2 separate regions of the Callithrix jacchus genome follow, and region 2 is linked to region 1. The links are chromatin contacts, called in public Hi-C maps. All regions are on one chromosome and are shown on one strand. Each heading gives the region's core, a stretch centred on a gene start, on an enhancer-like site or on the middle of the called end of the contact. The rest is flanking DNA. Distances are from core to core; before and after follow the strand shown. Region 1 overlaps SUDS3 (SIN3A corepressor complex component SDS3). Region 2 has its middle 250 kb from the start of SUDS3.

Region 1 (2,700 bases), core at 27-2,526:
GGAGGCTGAGGCAGGAGGATCACTTAACTCAGGAGTTTAAGAACAGCGTAGGCAACATAGAGAGACCTCATTTCTACTAAAAATAAAAAATATATATATTAGCCAGGCATGGCAGTGGAGGACTGTAGTCTCAGCTCTCGGGAGGTTGAGGCGGGAAGAATGCGTGAGCCAGGGAGATGAAGGCTCCAGTGAGCTATGATCGCACCACTGCACACCAGCCTAGGTGACAGTGAGACCCTGTCTCAAAAAAATTAAAAAATAAAGTGTTCATATGGGGAGTTTTATAGATGAAACCAAAAAGTATGTGACAACCTTAACATACAAATTTACTTTTCAATTTCTAAAGAAAAACCAAAGTGGGAGGGAGAATTTAAAAATTTATTTAGATAAAAAATGTGCTAGGACACAACATCAATAAGGTAGTAACAATGTGCATTATTCTTTTTTTGGCCAATTAACCTGTTTTACAAGCTGCAACTCAGTTGCTGACAAAAGATACTTTAAATAGGAACAAAGAATAAGCCCCACATGTCAAACTGACTTTATTACTTTGTAACTAATGGAAATTCTGACCTGGGACTCTCTACAATTAAGTTCTTAAAGCTTTGTGCCTCATTATTAAACCCAACAAAACCAGAAATTACCACTACTGTACTATTTTGAAAAAGCAATTTCTTAAGAAGGTGGGCACAAAAGTAGGGCAAGGAGGGAACAAAATTAATTTAATTTTGTATCCTACTGAGAATCCTGGTATTAACACTTTATTTCCCCAAAAAGTGAGTCCATGTTATAGTTTCAGAACCTCAAGGAGTCCCAATTCTCCTGGTAAATATTCACTGTTTTAGTTAGTCTTTTGTGTCGACCAAAGGTGGAGTGTGAAATCCACTTGAGCAAGTGGGTGGCTTCATTTCTGATTCACGATAGCAGCCCCAGATTTAAAATTAGGAGAGAAAAAAGAAGTCCACTGGTACCATCAGTTAGTTATTTTCAAATATCAGCTGCTTTTTCACAGTATTTTTTGAGAGGTCATTAGTCCAAATCAAAATGTGAGGTAAATTATAGCCGGATATAAAATGCCTTAAATGCAGTGTAAGACCAAGGCAAAGGGAAGATCCTTATCTTTCAAAATGAAAGGAAGCTGGGCAAGTATTCACACTAAGATGGGAAGCCTGAATCCCATTTGTTTTGCTGAAGCCATTTAAAACTCAGCAAGACATCTTCTGCCAAAAATACGGCTGCACCAAAACATTCCACACCCCTGGAAAGAGCATAAAGAAACGCAGCTGACCTCTCAGCCACAGGCCAAGTCTGCCGAAGAAAGAAAAACGAAACCTCCAAACAGATACAAAAGCCAAACATGAGCCTGGGGAGATGGGAGAGGCTGGCTCTGCAGTGAAAGCCTTGGCCAGGATTCCCAGGAACACTTTTGAACTGTCACTGAGGAAGAGAGGGGCCCATCTTCAACAACTGCATTATTGTCTCTGACTGCCACAGCCAAAACTGAAAAGTACACGGAATAGAGAAGAAAGCAACATTCTCAAAGTATATTTAACAAGAGAATAAACAATTTCAGATTCACTGAAAAAGTTAAATGTGTCTGGTAACATTCGTTTCTAAATTTCTGCTGCTAATGTAAGAAAGATGATGAAAATTCCTTCAAATTACTTAGGGGTTCTAACACATCAAATCTGACCATTCTGTTTACATTAGGAAACACCAGATACTGTGAGTTCTTTCTTTAAAAAAAAAAAAACAAGAATTCTTATGCATGTAATCCTAGCACTTTGGGAGGCCAAGGTGGGTGGATCACCTGAGGTCAGGAGTTCAAGACCAGCCTGGCCATCAAGGTGAAACCCCCATCTTTAAAAAAAAAAAAAAAAGATTAAAACAAAAAGAATTTTATTTTACTCCATTTTCACCCTCAAGACACGTCTCATAAAGTCTGAGGATTAAGCTTAGAAAGAGGAAGATTCAAAGCAACGCAGTTACAAAATGAACATCGTTGGAAATATCACATGGCTTTAAGACTCACAGATCCGTAAAAATGTTAGTGATAAATCTCATCATTTTCAAAGATGCTTCTTATGTGTGGGCTTGATCTTTAAAGGTTATTTGGTTTTCATTATTAGAAACATTTTTCATCTCATTTTGCCCTTCTCAGTGGTAAGCTGTTAGAGCCTGCCACCTAGTGGTGATGTGTTCTGAGACATAAGAAGACATAACACAAAGCGACCTTCCTGAAGAATGCCAAAGAAAACCAAATCAGAGGGGAAGAAGTCATTAAGATCAGCCTTAGGGATAAGGCAAGCCGCCAGCATCTATTGGGTAATTAACTCATGCCACCTCATAGGTAGAAATGATTTACTTCAGGCATGACTAGACCTCTAAGCATTTTTGACAAGTACAATGTTATCAAGTAAACAACCTAACGCAATGCTGTTTTTATTTTTTTAAGAATTCAAAACAACCCATTACCCTAAATTTTGGAACTTTTGGATATTAAAACTCAAAGGATCATTATATAGCCATTATAAATAATTGCAGACACCTTACAGTAACCCAGAAAAACATTCTCAATATAACCAAATGGGAAGGCAAAGCAAGCCATGTGACCTACGACTTAAAATGCCTGCCTGCATATGAACAAAGAATAGAAATATATCAGAACGAAAGGACCTGAGAAATGATGGCAGTATCCAT
Region 2 (2,700 bases), core at 89-2,588, 220 kb before region 1:
CCTTTCCTAGTGAGAAGCTAACAGATCATGTCCAGGATGGAGTAATCAGAAAGTCTCAAAAAATAAAGCAGGCTACTTAGAAAAGTATAAGTAGATAAAATAACCCACCAAATAGGCAAAGTGGTTGCTTTTAAAGAGAGGAAAAGGAGAGAAAGGCTGGGAAATTGCTGTTTTATGCAACATGTTTTGTAGAACTATTTGAATCTAAACTGCAGTTTCTCAACCCCAGCACCACTGACATTTGGGACCAGATAATTTTGGGTTGTGTGGTGCTTTCCTAGGCCCTGTAGGATGCTGGCCTTCGCCTACTAGATGCTGATAGAACCCTCCACCCTCCCCACCTGGGACAAGCACAAAGGCACCCACGCATTGCCGTCCTCCAACTCAGCTGAGAACCACTATTCTAAATTGTCTGTATAATTTTAATTTTAAAATACTTTTAAAGAGTACTTAGTGCAGTGACTGGTATACAGTTAGTGCTTAGTAAATGTTAGCAAGGATTATTATTTCCCTGACCTTGCTGGGGCTGCCTTCTCAATTTATCAATAAATATTTCCTGCACCATGACAGGACACATGACAAGCCCCAGAGATCGCCCAATACCATGACTATTATTACTATTAATGAAGGGAACCATAACAGCGTACCATTGCTGGCCTGGAACAGTGTGGTTCGCCCAGCCAGGGAAGCACATCAACACTTAGCAATATCTCATTGTCAGGCTCTTCTTTCATGACCACTGTTAATTTTGTCTTCATAACAGCACTGAGGTTATCCTGCCTGTCTTCTTTCTTTCTTCTTTTTTTTTAGATGGAGTCTCGCTCTGTCGCCCAGGCTGGAGTGCAATGGTGCAATCTCGGCTCACTGCAACCTCTGCCTCCCGGGTTCAAGCAATTGTCCCTGCCTCAGCCTCCCAAGTAGCTGGGAGCTACTTGGGTGGCACCTGCCACCACACCCGGCTAATTTTTGCATTTTTTAGTAGATACAGGGTTTCACCATGTTGGCCAGGCTGGTCTTGAACTTCTGACCTCAGGTGATCCACCCATGTTGGCCTCCCAAAGTGCTGAGATAGGTAGGGCACCCGGCCCTACCTATCTCATTTTAAGGCCATTCCTTACCTATGCTGTGCAACCTTAGGCAGGTCACTTGACCTCTCTGAGCTTCATATTTCCCAAGTGAAATAGATCAACCCTAGATACCTCATAGGAGAGGAAGATATTTTGAGGCCAAATAAGACATCTTTGAATGGGGCACTCATTCTTCAAAGGAACACCAGGTTGCCAATGCCCATTCTCTAAGTAGAGAGTCCTGTTTTGGTTTTCACCCTGAATAGGTGGGTGGGAACCTATTCTAGCCCCTGGGGAACCCAACTGCATGAGGGGCTGGGAGGCAGGTAGGAACATGTGTAAAACGAGATAAGGTTATCGCCCTCTCCAATGACTGGAAGCTTATGAAGGAGGGTGGCTGGAGAGATGCTATCTCCACCCTGAAATATCAGCAAGTTTATCTCTGGCGGTGGCTCAGCCTGGTCAGGGGAGCAAAGGCAACAGGGCGATCAATTGTAACCTGTCCTCCTGTCTGGGGACGCTGGGAGACGCCACCAGCTCACAGCAGGGAAGCTAAACACCAGGTGGGATGTGGACGGGCAGTCCCGCTCCATGGGGAAACTAGGTCAACTGTAACTTCAGACTCCTTCAGGGCAGAATTTGTATCCAATGTAGAAAATGACAGAGGCAGGAGACAGAATCAGAGGGCGCAAGTCTAGCACTTTCTGGCTCTGTGGACCTGGGAAAATCACTACACTTCTCAGAACCTGTTTCCTGCTTAGTAAGAACAAAGGGTGATCCCACGTGACCCACCTTCCTGGGGCTGCTTGAAGGTTTTCCAAACAGCATGATGTATTTTATGTAATCCTGGTAGTATAACACAAATCCAGATGGTACCTGAATGGCCATGTTTATTCTGAAATTTATGTGTATAGTTATTGTATTACACTGCTGGGCTCTGTCACTTTCACCTGCTCTATTTTACCTTATGTCACCTATCACCACCTCGATATTGTATACATTTATTAATTCATTCATTGTGTGTCTCCCCTCACCCTACGATCAGGGGCTTTCTCTTTTGGTGCACCGAAGTACTCCCAGAACCTAAAACAGTGTCAGGTATACACTACGTGCTCAACAAAATTTGTTGAAAGAATATCAGACTACGAGTTCACTGATAATATTGCGTAGGATTGGCTGACATTTTTTGGTTTTCAGTTTTGATTTTTTAAGAGAGAATATTTTAAAAAACAGTAAAGGTGGCATGCAAAACCCTAAACTTCAGGGAGCTACAAGACAATACGTGTGGAAATGCTGAAACCACTGTACAGCATGGCCAGAGCGTTGGGAGTTGTTGGCAGCAGGAATAGCAGTGGGTCTGGGGGCCGAAGTGCAATGCAGGGCAAGTCGTGAATCCCCAGATCTCTCACCTGCAAAATAAAGGAGTCCCAGGCAGGCAGGGTGGCCCACGCCTATAATCCCAGTACTTTGGGAGGCCAAGGAGGACAGATCACTTGAGGTCAGGAGTTCAAGAACGGCCTGGCCAACATGGTGCCAACATGGTGAAACCCCATCTCTACTAAAAATACAAGGGCTGGGCATGGTGGCTCAAGCCTGTAATCCCAGCACTTTGGGAGGCCGAGGCAGGTGGATC

The links. Hi-C and Micro-C count contacts between places; a contact is called where the count stands out from the background.
Region 2: a Hi-C map of skeletal muscle shows a contact between it and region 1, with 12 times the contacts expected there. The contact joins two enhancer-like sites. A contact is called at or near these places in 2 of 3 Hi-C or Micro-C datasets (both in skeletal muscle).

The regions. Positions count from the first base shown.
Region 1 is chr9:121,463,892-121,466,591 of calJac240_pri, reverse strand. The region is part of intron 10 of SUDS3 (SIN3A corepressor complex component SDS3); the gene reads right to left. Among named protein-coding and RNA genes, the nearest start is that of SUDS3, 30 kb to the right of the region's middle. Within about 2 kb of position 1,276, at least 3 of the 16 cell types and tissues checked have an H3K27ac peak or open chromatin away from gene starts, as enhancers often do. A contact at or near this core is called in skeletal muscle, where this site is marked.
Region 2 is chr9:121,686,484-121,689,183 of calJac240_pri, reverse strand. No RefSeq gene overlaps it. Among named protein-coding and RNA genes, the nearest start is that of SUDS3, 250 kb to the right of the region's middle. Within about 2 kb of position 1,338, at least 1 of the 16 cell types and tissues checked has an H3K27ac peak or open chromatin away from gene starts, as enhancers often do. A contact at or near this core is called in skeletal muscle, where this site is marked.